Regions from separate parts of the Mus musculus genome. Here regions 2 and 3 are each linked to region 1. A link is a contact called in public ChIA-PET and Hi-C data. All regions are on one chromosome and are shown on one strand. Each heading gives the region's core, a stretch centred on a gene start, on an enhancer-like site or on the middle of the called end of the contact. The rest is flanking DNA. Distances are from core to core; before and after follow the strand shown. Region 1 has its middle 46 kb from the start of Gm39448. Region 2 overlaps Gm39447 (a long non-coding RNA gene). Region 3 has its middle 10 kb from the start of Mir467h.

Region 1 (4,149 bases), core at 4-2,503:
GGGATGGAACAAAGGTTGTAGGTTGATGTTGGGATGCTTTGACTTAATCGGGGATCTGTGTGCCTATACACTAAAGGTCCTTGTCCCCAATTGGTTTTTGATCAGTCAATAAAGAGTCAGTAGCCAATGGCTGGGCAGAAAGGCTAGGAGAGAGGAGGGAGCAGAGGGAGATTTTCCATGTTCAAGAGGGAGACAGAAGGGATGTTGGAGCTTCAGGAGAGAAAGCCAACCAACCGTGTCATATCTCAGATAAGTGGCCACTGGCCGCTTCCTTGATTAGGCCTGAGGTACAAGGCAAGAGGCTAACAAGTGTCCAACCATTGAGCTAGCAAGGCACATTAAAAATAAGCTAATATGTGTTGTCTTTTATCCGAGTATCCAAAGTTTCCCTGGGTGGGTGGCTGGAAGTGCAGCCTGCCCAGGAGCATAAAGCGGGGTAGATAAGACCACAAGCTACAAAAAAAAAAAAAAAAAAGACCACAAGCTACAATAGGTCGTCAGACTTGGAGGCAAGCACTTTTACCTGTTGAGCAATATCATCACCCAGGCAACAGTAAATCTTTACCAGCCCTCTCCCTATTTGCAACCAACCCCCACCCCCTGATTCTCGGCTTTCTGAGGCTCAGGATAACCTTATTTTGTTTTCCTGGTTACCTTCTAGTTCTAGAACATTATATTAATTTTGCATTTGTTATATATATATAAGATTTCTCTTAAATGGATTTAAATAAAAATGCAAGTCAATTAAAAGCAAAATGTTAAGTACATTCAAAGGTGATACTTTTTTTAAAACTGTGTCAATCATTGGAGTTATTCTAGGTTAGTATCAACCATTCTGCTTAGAAGCTAACCTCTAGCCCAACATTCCCTTAGGGACTCTGTGACAGACTGTCCTGGGAAGGAAGACATCATCTTGGTAGGAAGAGCCTCTTCCTCTTGTTCTCGCTCTCTCTGAACTGACAACTTTCATACAGAAACAAGACTGTGAGGAGCAGAATATGAGGGAGGCTGGGCTGTGAGACCAAATCCCACATTTACTGCCTTATTCATCCATGTCACGGCCAAACCCTGGCAAGTTACAAGAAGAGGAGAGGCAGAGGCACACCTATTCAGGAGGTGGTTGAAGGCAGAAGGTACACTGGCCCCTAGAAAGCTTCAAAGAGGCTCCGAGAGCCTTTTATGCTTGGGAGTCAGTGTTTACCTGGGCAGAATCTGGATGTGGTCAATCTCTAAGCAGCCAGTCCTTGAGGCTGTGTTTGGATGCTGTCTTGAGGGAGTAGCCCGTGTCAGTCTCTGCACCTTTTTATGCCAGCATGTGACATTCAAGGGGACAAAAAGTTTTCCATAGTGGCTTTGTTCTTTATGTTATTACATCCGCCATTGACTTCATTGGCTGGCATTTAAAAGAGGAAGCTCTTTAAACTAAGCTGTCACGCTTGTGGTTTTAGAGGTTGGCACAGCAGACAGGTGTGGAAGAAAACTCTGTATGAAGCAGGCAGATGCAATTCTTCTAACAATTTACCCACCTCTAGGAAAAATGTCCTCGTGGACCCAAAGCATCATGGGAGTTTGCCCAGCAAACTCATAGTCTCGCCATGTTTCTGGCCTGTGTGGTAAGCAGCATGGGGGATGTCATTGGAGAGAAGGAGCTTGTAGAACTTTCTGGGTCTACCTCATGTGTTCGCCTTTCTTAATTAGTCACAAGTGTCATCTCATTTCAGTCCTTACTCAAAACTTCTGGTCTAAGCCAGTTTAATGCAGCGCTGTTCTTAATCCTCATTGCCAACAGGGTGGGAGTTAGGATCACCATGGGACATCCTCCATCTTATCTATGAGGGGGTTTCTGGATTGGATTAGTTGAGGCATAAATGCCTACTCTTAACTGTGGGTGGCACTATGTCATACAGTGGCACCCTGAACTGAATTAAAAGGAAAAACTGAGCTGAGCACTGGTGTCCCCATCTCTGTGCTTCCGATTCAATACAATATGACACACTGCCTCACACTCCTGGCTCTATAGCTCACTCACCTCAGACCAGGGGCAGAATAAACCCTTCATTTCTTTAGTTGCCTTTGTCACGGCATCAAGGAAATCCATCTGACTGTTTCCTTACACATGTTTAGCCTAGACAATCCAAAATGGACCCAAGGGCAGGGCAGAAGCTCACAGTAGCACACATATGGGTAATAGTACTGATTCTCACAGTGGACACTTTCCTCAAACTGAAAGGCAGGCTTTGGTGATCTCCATATCTGCCCATCTGCATCTGCTCTAAACACAGATAGGCCACGCCCTTTTCTTTGTTTCTCTGTGTTGCAGGAAGCTGCATTCTCTAGCATCCCTGGTCAACAGCTTTCTGGTTGACTTCAGCCAGAAGTACCAGTGTGAAATTATGGTCAAGAGAGTAAGAACCTTCACTCCCCTTTCTTAATTAGCCAGTTACACCATATTCCCTCTCCCTCCAGGGCAGGTAGTGGCCACGTCCTGCCTCCTGCTTCTTCTCTATGTTCTTTGCTGTGTTCTGTTAACCTCCTATACTCTAACGACTCTGAGGTAACCAATCTTGATAACGAGCTCCCCACCCCCACGCCCTTACAGTGGCCTAGATAGCTGCAGGTTTCCTGGTCAGGCCTGTCTGATATGCCGTGACAGAGGTTAGTAGGTCTCCCCTATAAAAGGGCCATAGGAAAAGTGTTTATATCTAAACACTTAGGCTTCCTTGGCCAGCGGCCAAAATAGAAGAATTTATTGGATGGTATTTAATGAACAAAGACAAAAAGAAATAAATGTCCACAAGTTATTTTAGCCCATGGGCCCTACTAAGATAGGTGTGAATCAGATTTAGTCGGCCAGGAAGACTATAGGACAGCACCGTCTGAGAGACCAGCATCCAAGCGGGAGTGGGTGGTGACTTGAAGGTGCAATACTACAAGACAAGATAGAGTGCTCGTCACTCTCCAGAAATATCAGCCTGGTCATGTGACCATCCTGACTGGAGTGGAGATAGCCTAAGGAGATACTTGTGCCCCTAGTTTTTGTTATCAGGCTGTCGAGGCAATGGACCTAAGGATTCAAGATTTCTGCAGAAGTCTCATATCAGAAGGAAATGTCCAAGATCTGGCGCCAGTTGGAGGACAACTTGTCTCCTAGTATGAGACTGCAAGCAGCTCTGATTTGTTAGAATACCTTGTGGGATAGACTGGGTATGGTGGGCAGGACCAGATCCGGACCAGGTCTGCTTTCTTGCCCTGTATTTAAACATAAATCTCATGTTAGGACCCCACCACCATCAAAGATGGATTCTGGGGTCACTGGACCTCTTTTGTTTCTCTTCTCACTGTGGTCACATCAAGTAGATCCACTTCCTCTGTTTCTTGTCTTCCATTGGTGTCTTGAGGGTGGGTGGCCAAGCCTAGCTCATTAGGGCTTCCAGGGTCCAGCCTCTGACCTGAGTCATTTTAGGAACAACTGTGGTGACACTGAAGTAATCATCCCAAAGCCCTAGGTTGCCCACAGTCAGAAACTGAGCTCTGTGGACACAGTGACCATTTTCTCTTCCTAAATGGGGACCTTGGTGTAATAGAGACAGGCCCAGAGAAAGGAGAGAGGAAGCCAATCAGCTCTTGTTTTGGGGGAGTGGGGAGGCAGGAGGGATGGGGATGAGTGGCAGTTAGCTTGGAGAGATTTGAGGGTTTTGTATATGTATGCTTTGATTTCACACCAGCTGCCAGGCCTCTCCGAGCCATCTGGCCATGGGATGGGTACTGAGCACAGTCAGTGTAAAAGGTGAATGGAGGCTGGCTTTCTTGAGGCACTCATGCTGAGCCAAAAAGGTCGTTGTCATTTGAAATGACTGTTTACAGTCAAAGTTCTTAACTTAAGCTACCCAAAGTGAACTTCAGAATCTAGACTTAGATGGAAAAATGATTACCTTTTATTTATTTTTATTAAGGCTTAGTGCTTCCTTCGCTGATCAATGGAGGCCAGCAACCCACAGCAGAACCAACAGGCATAGCAGTTACTTTAGGTACTTTTACATCATGTGCTATTGTAGAGAGCCTCAGATGCTCACAACTTCTCTAACTCTAACTGATCACTCTTGTCACTAGATCTTGTCAGTTTAGTGCCTAAACTAGATCTACTACTAT
Region 2 (4,405 bases), core at 1,322-3,821, 130 kb before region 1:
TACTCTCCTCTGCAGAGAGCAGAGCTCTGTGCATGTGAGCCCCCTCTCGTCACCCCTCTTAGTGAGTCTTTATTGTATAGAACGTGAAGGTCACAGAGGTTGTGCCCCCTTTCCCTTAGATATGTTCTTGGGGCCCAAGTGGCTCTTTGGGGAAGGCATGAACAATACCCTCCTCTTTCAGCCTGTGTTTCCCCTTCCCTGATTTTTCTATGTGGATGGAGAGCCACAGTGTCGCCCACGCAGTGTGCTCTGGTCCTAGTCTACTTTACTAAAGAGTAACTACTGTTTTGTATCTTGCAAACAGGTCTTTGATTCATGCCCTTCCCCCACAGCTTTACTTCCTTATTTTTCTGCTCCCTGTCAGTCAGCTACTGACATTTTGAAAGTCAATATTTACACTAGCCATATCTACATTTAATTTATATGAAATGGCCCCTGTCATGGGCTCTTGAAGAACCGGGCCATTTGTCACCCACCATTTACCAAGCTTGATTTTTTTTTTCTGAACAATGACTTGCTCATGATGGGACATTTATTTATAACAGAGCATAGCCTTCTTTTAAAACATTAAAACCTGAAGAATATTTCAATGAATTCTCTCACTGTCTGGAGTTTTCTATAACATTTCATTAGCTTTGACAGTTCAGTTTTATACAAGTGAAATTTGGTGGCTCAGAAGGGATGCCTTTTCGCACACAGCAGGCTAGGAAGTATTTTCTTCCTGCATTGGCTCAGCAAATGGAATCTAATCTCGAAGTCCCTGAGCTGTGTTCTGAGGCCCCTGATGACTTAAACTCTGATGGTGTGAGAAATTAATCAATTCCTGCCCTCGAGGTTTTTCCGTTGCTGCCACCAGACCACAGGGCCTTCTAATTGACACGTAGCCATGGGATGCCGGGGCACAAGGGCATCGCCAGTGGGAGTGTGTGAGTATTAGAGCCACCTTAAGAGGCCAGACTGGGTTGCTGGCATGGGCATATTTGCTCTTTTAGGAAAGGTGTTCTCTCTCTCTCTCTCTCTCTCTCTCTCTCTCTCTCTCTCTCTCTCTCTCTCTCTCTCTCTCTCTCCTCTGTGTGTGTGTGTGTGTGTGAGAGAGAGAGAGAGAGAGAGAGAGAGAGAGAGAGAGAGAGAGAGAGCACACACATGTGTGTGCATGCATGTATACATGTGTGTTCAGGGATATGTGTATGTATGTATACATGTGGAGTCCAGAGGTCAGGCCTGGAAACATCTATCTTGTTTTTTGAGACAGGTTCTCCCACTAGTACCTAGGACTTATCAGTTCTGGTCTGGCTGGCCAGAGAGCCCTGGCAGTTTCTGTTTCTCCCTCCTCCTCCTCCTCCTCCTCCTCCTCCTCCTCCTCCTCCTCCTCCTCCTCCTCCTCCTCCTCCTCCTCTTTCTCCTCTTCCTCAGTTCTGTGATCACAAAAGAGCTCTCTCTGTGGGCTCTGGGGATCACACTTAGATCCTTAGGCTTCTGCAGCAAGGACTTTACCAATGGGGCCATCTCCCTGGTACTAGCAAAAGGTGCTCTTAGTGATGATCTTAGGTTAGAATTCCATAAGCAGAGGCTACAATTGGGGTACACGGGACCACTGAAGGGAAGGTCTAGTCTTCTGGAAGTGCTTTGAGCTGCTGAGGGAGGCAGGACTGAGAGGGCTGCAGAGCAAGGCTGTCCAGGTTAGCACAGCTCTGGCTGGCCACAGATGATCTCACTGAGTGACCTCACCTTGAGGCTAGGTACTGGGCTCTTCAAGGTTTTAGATCTATTTCATCCTTTATTGTTGATATTCTCCTCTTTGATTGCATACACGTCTAAATATTTCTTTGGGCAAGTAAGTCTTCAGCCAAGTCGTACTACTTCCTGGCAAGATTGCCATGAGCTTCAGCATTTAGAACCCGAGGAACCGTTGGCTTTGGTCATCTTGGTAGAATTAAGAAGTACCCAGGGCGTGAATGGCGCCCCTTTGAGTTGAGTGTGCCTGCTCGGGTGTTTCCAGAGAGGAGTGACTGAAGGGAGAAGACAGACTGAATGTGGACAGCACCACCCGTGGGGCTGTGGTTCTAGACTAAGTGAAAAGGAGAAAGACAGTTGAGGACCAGCAGTCATCTCTGTCCTCCCAGACTCGGTGGGCATAGCCAGCCAAAACCAAGGTCTACTGCAAGGTACCTGTTGGGTGCAAGCATCCTTAAGAGTGCCAACAGGAGTAGATTCTCGAAGTGTACATGGCTTTTCTGTTCCACGTCAGTGGCAAGTGTGTACCGTCTAATTGACAGATGGAAGCCCAGGGCAGTGACAAAGCCAAGAGCGTCAAGTAGGAAGGGTTAGGAAACAGTTGCTCCTGCTGGAACCAGAATCTGTTTGGTTACAAAACCAGCAGGGCCAGTTAATACTGGCTTAAACAAATATGGTCTCATGGTTCCCACGTGGTCCTACTGGAAACAAACCACCATGCCATCCTTAGCATGCTGGCTCCATCCTCAGTACGCCTGTCATGGTCTCCTAACAGCCGCTGCATCTTGGCCTCTTATGTGTCATAGGCAGGAAGAAGGAGAGATAAAAGGAGCTGTACACAAGCAGCTCTCAAAGATGCCTTCAGACATGACTATGCCAGCACGTGCCTGCCCCCATCCGTGGAGAGGCTGGGGAATGCACCCTATGGCTTTTACAGCATCAACAATAGAGACAATAGGGATAAGAGAATAAGGCTGGGGGTTGGGCTGGCTTTCTTGTAGCATGTGCTAGAGAAATTTTAGTTTATCTTTGTGATGTTTTGTTTTGAGACAAGGTCTCACATAGCCCAGGTTGGCCTCTAACTTGCTATGTAGCAGAGGCTTGCCTTGAATTTCTGATCTTCCTGCCTCCATCTGCCAAGTGCTAAGATTACAGATGTGTGTCACCAGATGTGCGCCACCGCACCAGGCTGGAGCCGTTACTTTTCAACGTTATTTTCTGAGCAGGTAGTTTTCAGTGACTAAGGGTAGACTGCATACTATTTTGCATACAGAGAATCAGGGCAAGCTAAGGTTGAAGCTGCTTGCCCTCCAGCAAAGGGAGCAGTCCAGGGAGTTAACATCTATTCAGTATGACAGAAGCCATTAGGAAGAGATGGCATTCCCAGGCAGTTCCATCTAACAGAATGCATAAGATAGAGTTGGCCAATTGAGCAGAGGAAAGGTGGTTGGCTGAGACCACTTTGAAGACGAGACATCCATCTTTTATGTGCTCGTGGGTGATTCCTTCCTTTGAAACTCTGGGGAGTGGGGAGGTGGTTAGGGACGGGGATCTGGAGTGCTTTGTGGAACATTTAGGAGGATCTGTCCAGTGTAGAGGTGGACAGTGATGGTTGAGACAGAGTCATACTCTGTGCACCGAGCAGCAACCACTTCCTGTGGGTGAGTGACCCTAATTCCCACAGCACAGCATGTGCTCATGATAATCACCATCATGGTGTAGAAAAGAATTTGAAGCTGACAAAGTCTAAACCTAACTGTCTAACTAAGGTCTCAAAGCCAGACATGGAGGCATTGGATTTGAGCCCGATGTCTGACTGTGGACTTTTCTCCTAACTGATTATTCATTCCACAAAGACCTTAATGAACTTCTCTCATACGCTGGGCACCGCTCGAGGTGTGGGATGCGCAGTGCTAAAGGAAACATAATTCTCACCCTTGTGAAGCTTCCATCTTATTATAAATAAAGCCATGATGCACATAATAAATAAGCTTAACATAGGAAAACAACTGCTTTGTACATCTGGTAACTGTTTTGTAAACTGACGGTGATCTTGAATTCCTGATCCTCCTGCTTCAACTTTCCCGAGAGTACAGTTGGGAGCCATGATGGCTCTCAGTTCTGGGAAGCCATCACACCTGGCTCTGAATGCTTGGGCTTCTTTTTTTTCTTCTGTTTTTATTTATGTGTGTTTATGTATGTGTATGTGGGGAGGGTACATGTGTAAATGTGTGTGTGTGTGTACGTGTGTTTACATGGTTGATGTCAGACTCATCCTTCTTTATCTTATTCATCAAAGCAGGGTCTGGTCTCTATTGCAGTCAGAGCTCTCTGATGTGGCCAGTCTCCCTCGCCATCTTGCCCTGGGGATGCCCTCGTGCCTCCGGAGGCTGAAATTATAGGAGGATGGCATGCCCACTCGGCATGGGTTCTGGGACTCAGACGTCAGCTCCTCAGGCTTGTGGGCAATATAACCACTGAGCCATCTCCTCGACCCTGCTGGGGACGGTGGTCTTTAAAGCAGTAGTCTGGGAAGACTTTGGGTTCATTGGACGACTTTGATGTCGGGGAGGATCTATTTTCATTTCCGAGGATGAGAACCCAGGCCATGGCTGCGGATAGAGCCTTGGCTTCTGACCTTTTATTATGAAGCTGTACTATATTGTCATTT
Region 3 (4,315 bases), core at 116-2,615, 220 kb before region 1:
GAGAGAGAGAGAGAGAGAGAGAGAGACAGAGACAGAGAGAGACAGAGACAGAGAAAGACAGAAACAGAACAAGAGACAGAGAGAAAGACAGAGAGAGAGACAGAGAGGAAGACAGAGCCAGAGAGACAGAGCAAGAGACAGAGAGAGACAGAGAGAAAGACAGAGAGAGACAGAGAAAGAGAGAAACGGAGAGAGACAGAGAGAGGCAGAGAGACAGAGAGGGGGATGGGGAGAGAGAAGGGGAGGGAGAGAACTAACTGGGAATGATACCCAGTGTCACACCTCTTCTACCAATACTGTGCCTCTTTTCCAAACAGTTCCTAAAACTATGGACCAAGTATTCAAATATATGAACCTGTGGGGAGCCATTCTCGGTGAAACCACTATAGTATGCATGTATATCTATCTGTTTGTGTGCATGTACACAGGTGTAAGTGCACACGTGTAAACCTGAGCATGCAGGCCAGAGGTCAAGTCCAGTTGTCTCAATTGCTCTTCATCTTATTTTTTATTAGTCTGTTGGTTCTTTCTTCTTCCTCTTCTCCTCTTCCTACCCTTCTCCTTCATCCATCCTTCCTTCCTTCCTTCCTTCCTTCCTTCCTTCCTTCCTTCCTTCCTTCCTTTCTTCCTTCCTTCCTTCCTTCCTTCCACTCTTGCTCTCTCCCTCCTTCCCTCCCTCTCTCCTCCTTCCCTCTCTCTTTTCTTTCCTTTTTTTTTTTTTTTTTTGAGGCCAGGTCTTATTTTCCAAGGTTGTCCTTGAACTTACGATGTGGCCACAGATGTCCTGGAGTACCTAATCCTCTGCCTCACTGTCGGGGGGATGGGATTCTATGTGTGTACACCCACAGTGGGTTCATGAGGTGCTGGTGTTTAAAGCCAGGACTTTGCACATGCTAGGCAAGCACTCTACCCATTGAGCTACATTTGCAAGCTTACCCAACAGCCTCCTTAGAAGAATTTCCAGATGTGAAGTTCCTGACTGTGCCACAGATCCCACTGTCTGCAGTGGATCTGTAGAAAGCAACTCATGGACAGCAGCCTCTAAGAAAAAATGGGCTCCTAACCTCATTTGTCACGAGACAAATGTCTCCAGACACTTTCTTATCTGGGCAGGACCCTACTTTGATTTTATTTTTTGAGCTTAGTGAAAACTTCATTGCTAAGAGCCTGAAGCAGAAGCAGGACAAGAGTTTCACTTGCCCTTTGTCCCTGACTAATGCAGGAGAAAGATGCACTCTCTACAGCCCGCGTCTAGTGGGAAAACAGAAGCTGCTCCCGGCTTGCTGAGGGGCAGCTGCGTCTGGTGGTGGTGGGACTGGAGGAAAGGAAACTAATATCAGATTTCCTGGCATTCGTAACCGCAGAAGCTGCCACCACCTTCATGTGGGAGAAAACACAGAGGCAGGGGCGCTCTTCAAGGTTCATGGTGTGTAACTGGAGCCCAAGCCAGGCTGGCAGATTGGCAGAGGGCCAGCAGCAGCCTCCACTTGGCCCGGCTCTTGCTGCCTCTGCCTCCGCCATCACTGACAGAGGTTACAGAGATCTCGAGACAGACCGAATCTACAGAGAAAGGCCTGCTTCCCTCCTCCCACTCCTCCCACCTTCACAAGTCTTGGGAGAGCAGCCACGGGTCAGCAAGGCCAGGCAGAAGGCAAGTCAGAAATGTAGTTTTCAGGCTGGTGGTAGAGGACAAGGACACCAGCTGAGAGGAAACTGCCTGCCACTTCATGCCCAGCCTTCTATTCGCTTCTGATGGTAAAAATCAAAAGACTCCCAAGACTTCAGAGTCAGTGGAAGATAAGATAGATGTAGTGGGGTAGGTGCACAGGGGAAAGCTCAGAGCCAGAGGGACAATGAAGGGGGCTTGGAAAAGAACTTTCTCTGGACTACAGAGAATCATTTCAAGGGCATCTGGGAAATCCCCTTCCAGGGCTTGGTGTTATTTATTGCACTTCACAGCAAGGAAGAAATTAAAGGGCCTCTCCTTCCTTTCCCTCCGTGAGGACACTGATAGATCTGCGCTGCTCTGGGGCTCATGGAAATGGACGACGTTCCAGGTGCAGGAGTGACAATTTCCAAGGCAAGCAGGTCGGAGCTGGCAAGGTGCAGACCTTGTGGGTTTATTCCTGCTTGGTTGCAAAACGCTGCGATCTCCTGGGACAGCCCCAGAGACCTGGGTATTTGTTGCTTAAGAGGCAAAGACACAGTTGGTTAATCCCATCTGCTTTGAAGAAACAGGGGAAGGTGGTCCCAGGCTCTGTGTAAGCTGTGTCGTGCTTGGGCTTCTCCCCAGGCTGATGCTTGTTCAGGGGATTTCAAGCTCTGTTGTAAGCAAGATGATTGAACACCCTACTTTATTACTCTTCTTTCCTTCTCTGTGTGTCCATGTGCCTATGTGTGCACATGTGGAAGCCAGAGGGTGATATCGGAAAGTCTTCCTCTACATAGAAAATATCTCTGAGATAGTTACTACTGCAGCCAGCTAGTGAACCACTGGCATCCCCCTGTCTCCCAACAGCTCCCTGACAAGGAGCTCGCAGCCACGCCCCCCTCCTCAGCTTCTCTGTGGGTGCCAGGGATCTGAACTCAGGTGCTCATGCTAATGCAGCAGCAAGCACTTTACCCACTGAGCTGTCTCCCTGGCTCCCAAACCCCACTGTATTTCTTTGCATTGCTGTTTTAACATTGCCGTAAATGTGGACACTTGAAAACATGAATCCATCATCTACTGTTCCCCAAAACTACCAATGCCAACACCCCTGCATGGGACACACACACACACACACACACACACACACACACACACACACACACACACACACAATCAAATTGACACAAGCTATCCAGAAGAATGAAACATCAACGAAGAAAACGCCCTCACTGTAGGCAAAACTATAGAGCATTTCTTAGTTAATGATTGATGTGGGAAGACCCAGTGTACAGGGAATAGACATCTCTGGGTTTTATAAAACAGCAGACTGAGGAAACCATAAGAACAAACCAATGCACAGCAGTCCTCCATGGCTTCTGCGTCAGCTCCTGCCTCCAGGTTCCTGCCTGACTTCCTCAGTGATGAACTGGGACCTGAAAGCATAAAGCAAAATAATCCTTCTCATGCCCAAGTGGGTTTTGGTCAGCACTTTATCACAGCAACAGAAGCAAGCTAGACCACATCCCACTCACTCCCAGAGCTTGCCAGTGTCCCTCCACCCTGCGAAGGTCTGTGGCGAGACTCTGGGAGAGAGAGGTTTGATAAATGCAAAGGTTCTTCTCACGGAAGCTCAGACCTACTGAGATCTCCTGTCTTAGAGGCCTCCTTGACATGAAAATGCCACTCCCAGGTCTGTTTTTGTGTTTGGGGAGTGAGCAGGGCTCAGGTCGTAGCAATGTAATCAAACCCCGACAGGGCAATTGTAAGTCTGAGCTCAGGCTTGTACTTCCAATGCAGTCTGTTTCAGACCATATCTTAAATGTGGCTAATATGATTGACAATGCAATATGTAAAAACTGAAGTATAGTTTACACATCACGTATACTATATATGTGCTAAACTGTATCCAGTATCCCTCACACTTTATTCTGAGTGCTAATTTCATATATATATATAAAAATTTATATAGCTGTTTGCTCGTGTTGGGACCCAAAAGGCAGTGCTGGGCTCTATTGATGACTCAGTGCTTACCATGCAAGTATGGGGACCTGAGTTTGAGCCCCCAAATCTGTGGAAATAAACATGGTGATGCATGCTAGTTATCCCAGCGCTAGGAGATAAAGACAGGCAGAGCTCTGGGGGTGCAGCATGCAGGACAGGCAGCCTGCCGGACTTGGAGAGCCCCAGGCAGAAGGAAACTCTTGTTTCCAAAAACATAGTGATTGGTGTGTGGAGACTGACTCCCAAGCTTGCCCTCTGGTTTTCACAGACAGGTCTACATGTGCCTCACCACACATCACCCATACCTGTACACACATGTGTGCACACACTACACACACACACACACACACACACACACACACACACACACACATACACTCTCTCTCTTTCTCTCTCTCTCTCTCTCTCTCTCTCTCTCTCTCTCACAAAGTTAGACAGATTTAAAACAGGAAATTCAGTGTTCTCACCTGCTCTTCACGTGGCTGGTTTAATCTGATATCTATGCCATTCTCTCTTTGGTTGGGTCAGCGATGAGTCAATGTCTCATGTAAACTAAGAGTGCCAATTTTGAGGTACATCGTGATTTTATCTACGGACTAAACCATGCCCATTTTCATCATATCTCATTCAGAGCCCTTGCCATTCCGGGGGGCCCTGTTTCAA

The links. A called contact is a pair of places that touch in the nucleus more often than the background predicts. ChIA-PET counts read pairs in DNA pulled down with a chosen protein or histone mark.
Region 2: a Hi-C map of regulatory T cells shows a contact between it and region 1, with 3 times the contacts expected there. The contact joins two enhancer-like sites. A contact is called at or near these places in 15 of 484 Hi-C or Micro-C datasets (B cells, the C10 cell line, CD4 T cells and 8 more) and 5 of 115 datasets of contacts at active chromatin or transcription factors (memory CD8 T cells, regulatory T cells, regulatory T cell precursor and 1 more).
Region 3: an RNA polymerase II ChIA-PET map of memory CD8 T cells shows a contact between it and region 1, with 87 read pairs. The contact joins two enhancer-like sites. A contact is called at or near these places in 1 of 39 promoter capture datasets (liver), 3 of 484 Hi-C or Micro-C datasets (CD4 T cells, granulocyte-monocyte progenitors and group 2 innate lymphoid cells) and 7 of 115 datasets of contacts at active chromatin or transcription factors (Th17 cells, VIP interneurons, astrocytes and 4 more).

What each region holds. Positions count from the first base shown.
Region 1 is chr9:115,610,493-115,614,641 of GRCm38.p6, forward strand. No RefSeq gene overlaps it. Among named protein-coding and RNA genes, the nearest start is that of Gm39448, 46 kb to the right of the region's middle. Within about 2 kb of position 1,254, at least 75 of the 459 cell types and tissues checked have an H3K27ac peak or open chromatin away from gene starts, as enhancers often do. A contact at or near this core is called in CD8 T cells, group 2 innate lymphoid cells, memory CD8 T cells and 3 more, where this site is marked.
Region 2 is chr9:115,478,805-115,483,209 of GRCm38.p6, forward strand. All of the region lies in intron 2 of Gm39447 (a long non-coding RNA gene), which reads left to right. Among named protein-coding and RNA genes, the nearest start is that of Gm39447, 31 kb to the left of the region's middle. Within about 2 kb of position 2,572, at least 9 of the 459 cell types and tissues checked have an H3K27ac peak or open chromatin away from gene starts, as enhancers often do. A contact at or near this core is called in CD8 T cells, regulatory T cells, regulatory T cell precursor and 1 more, where this site is marked.
Region 3 is chr9:115,389,671-115,393,985 of GRCm38.p6, forward strand. No RefSeq gene overlaps it. Among named protein-coding and RNA genes, the nearest start is that of Mir467h, 10 kb to the left of the region's middle. Within about 2 kb of position 1,366, at least 87 of the 459 cell types and tissues checked have an H3K27ac peak or open chromatin away from gene starts, as enhancers often do. A contact at or near this core is called in group 2 innate lymphoid cells, memory CD8 T cells and regulatory T cells, where this site is marked.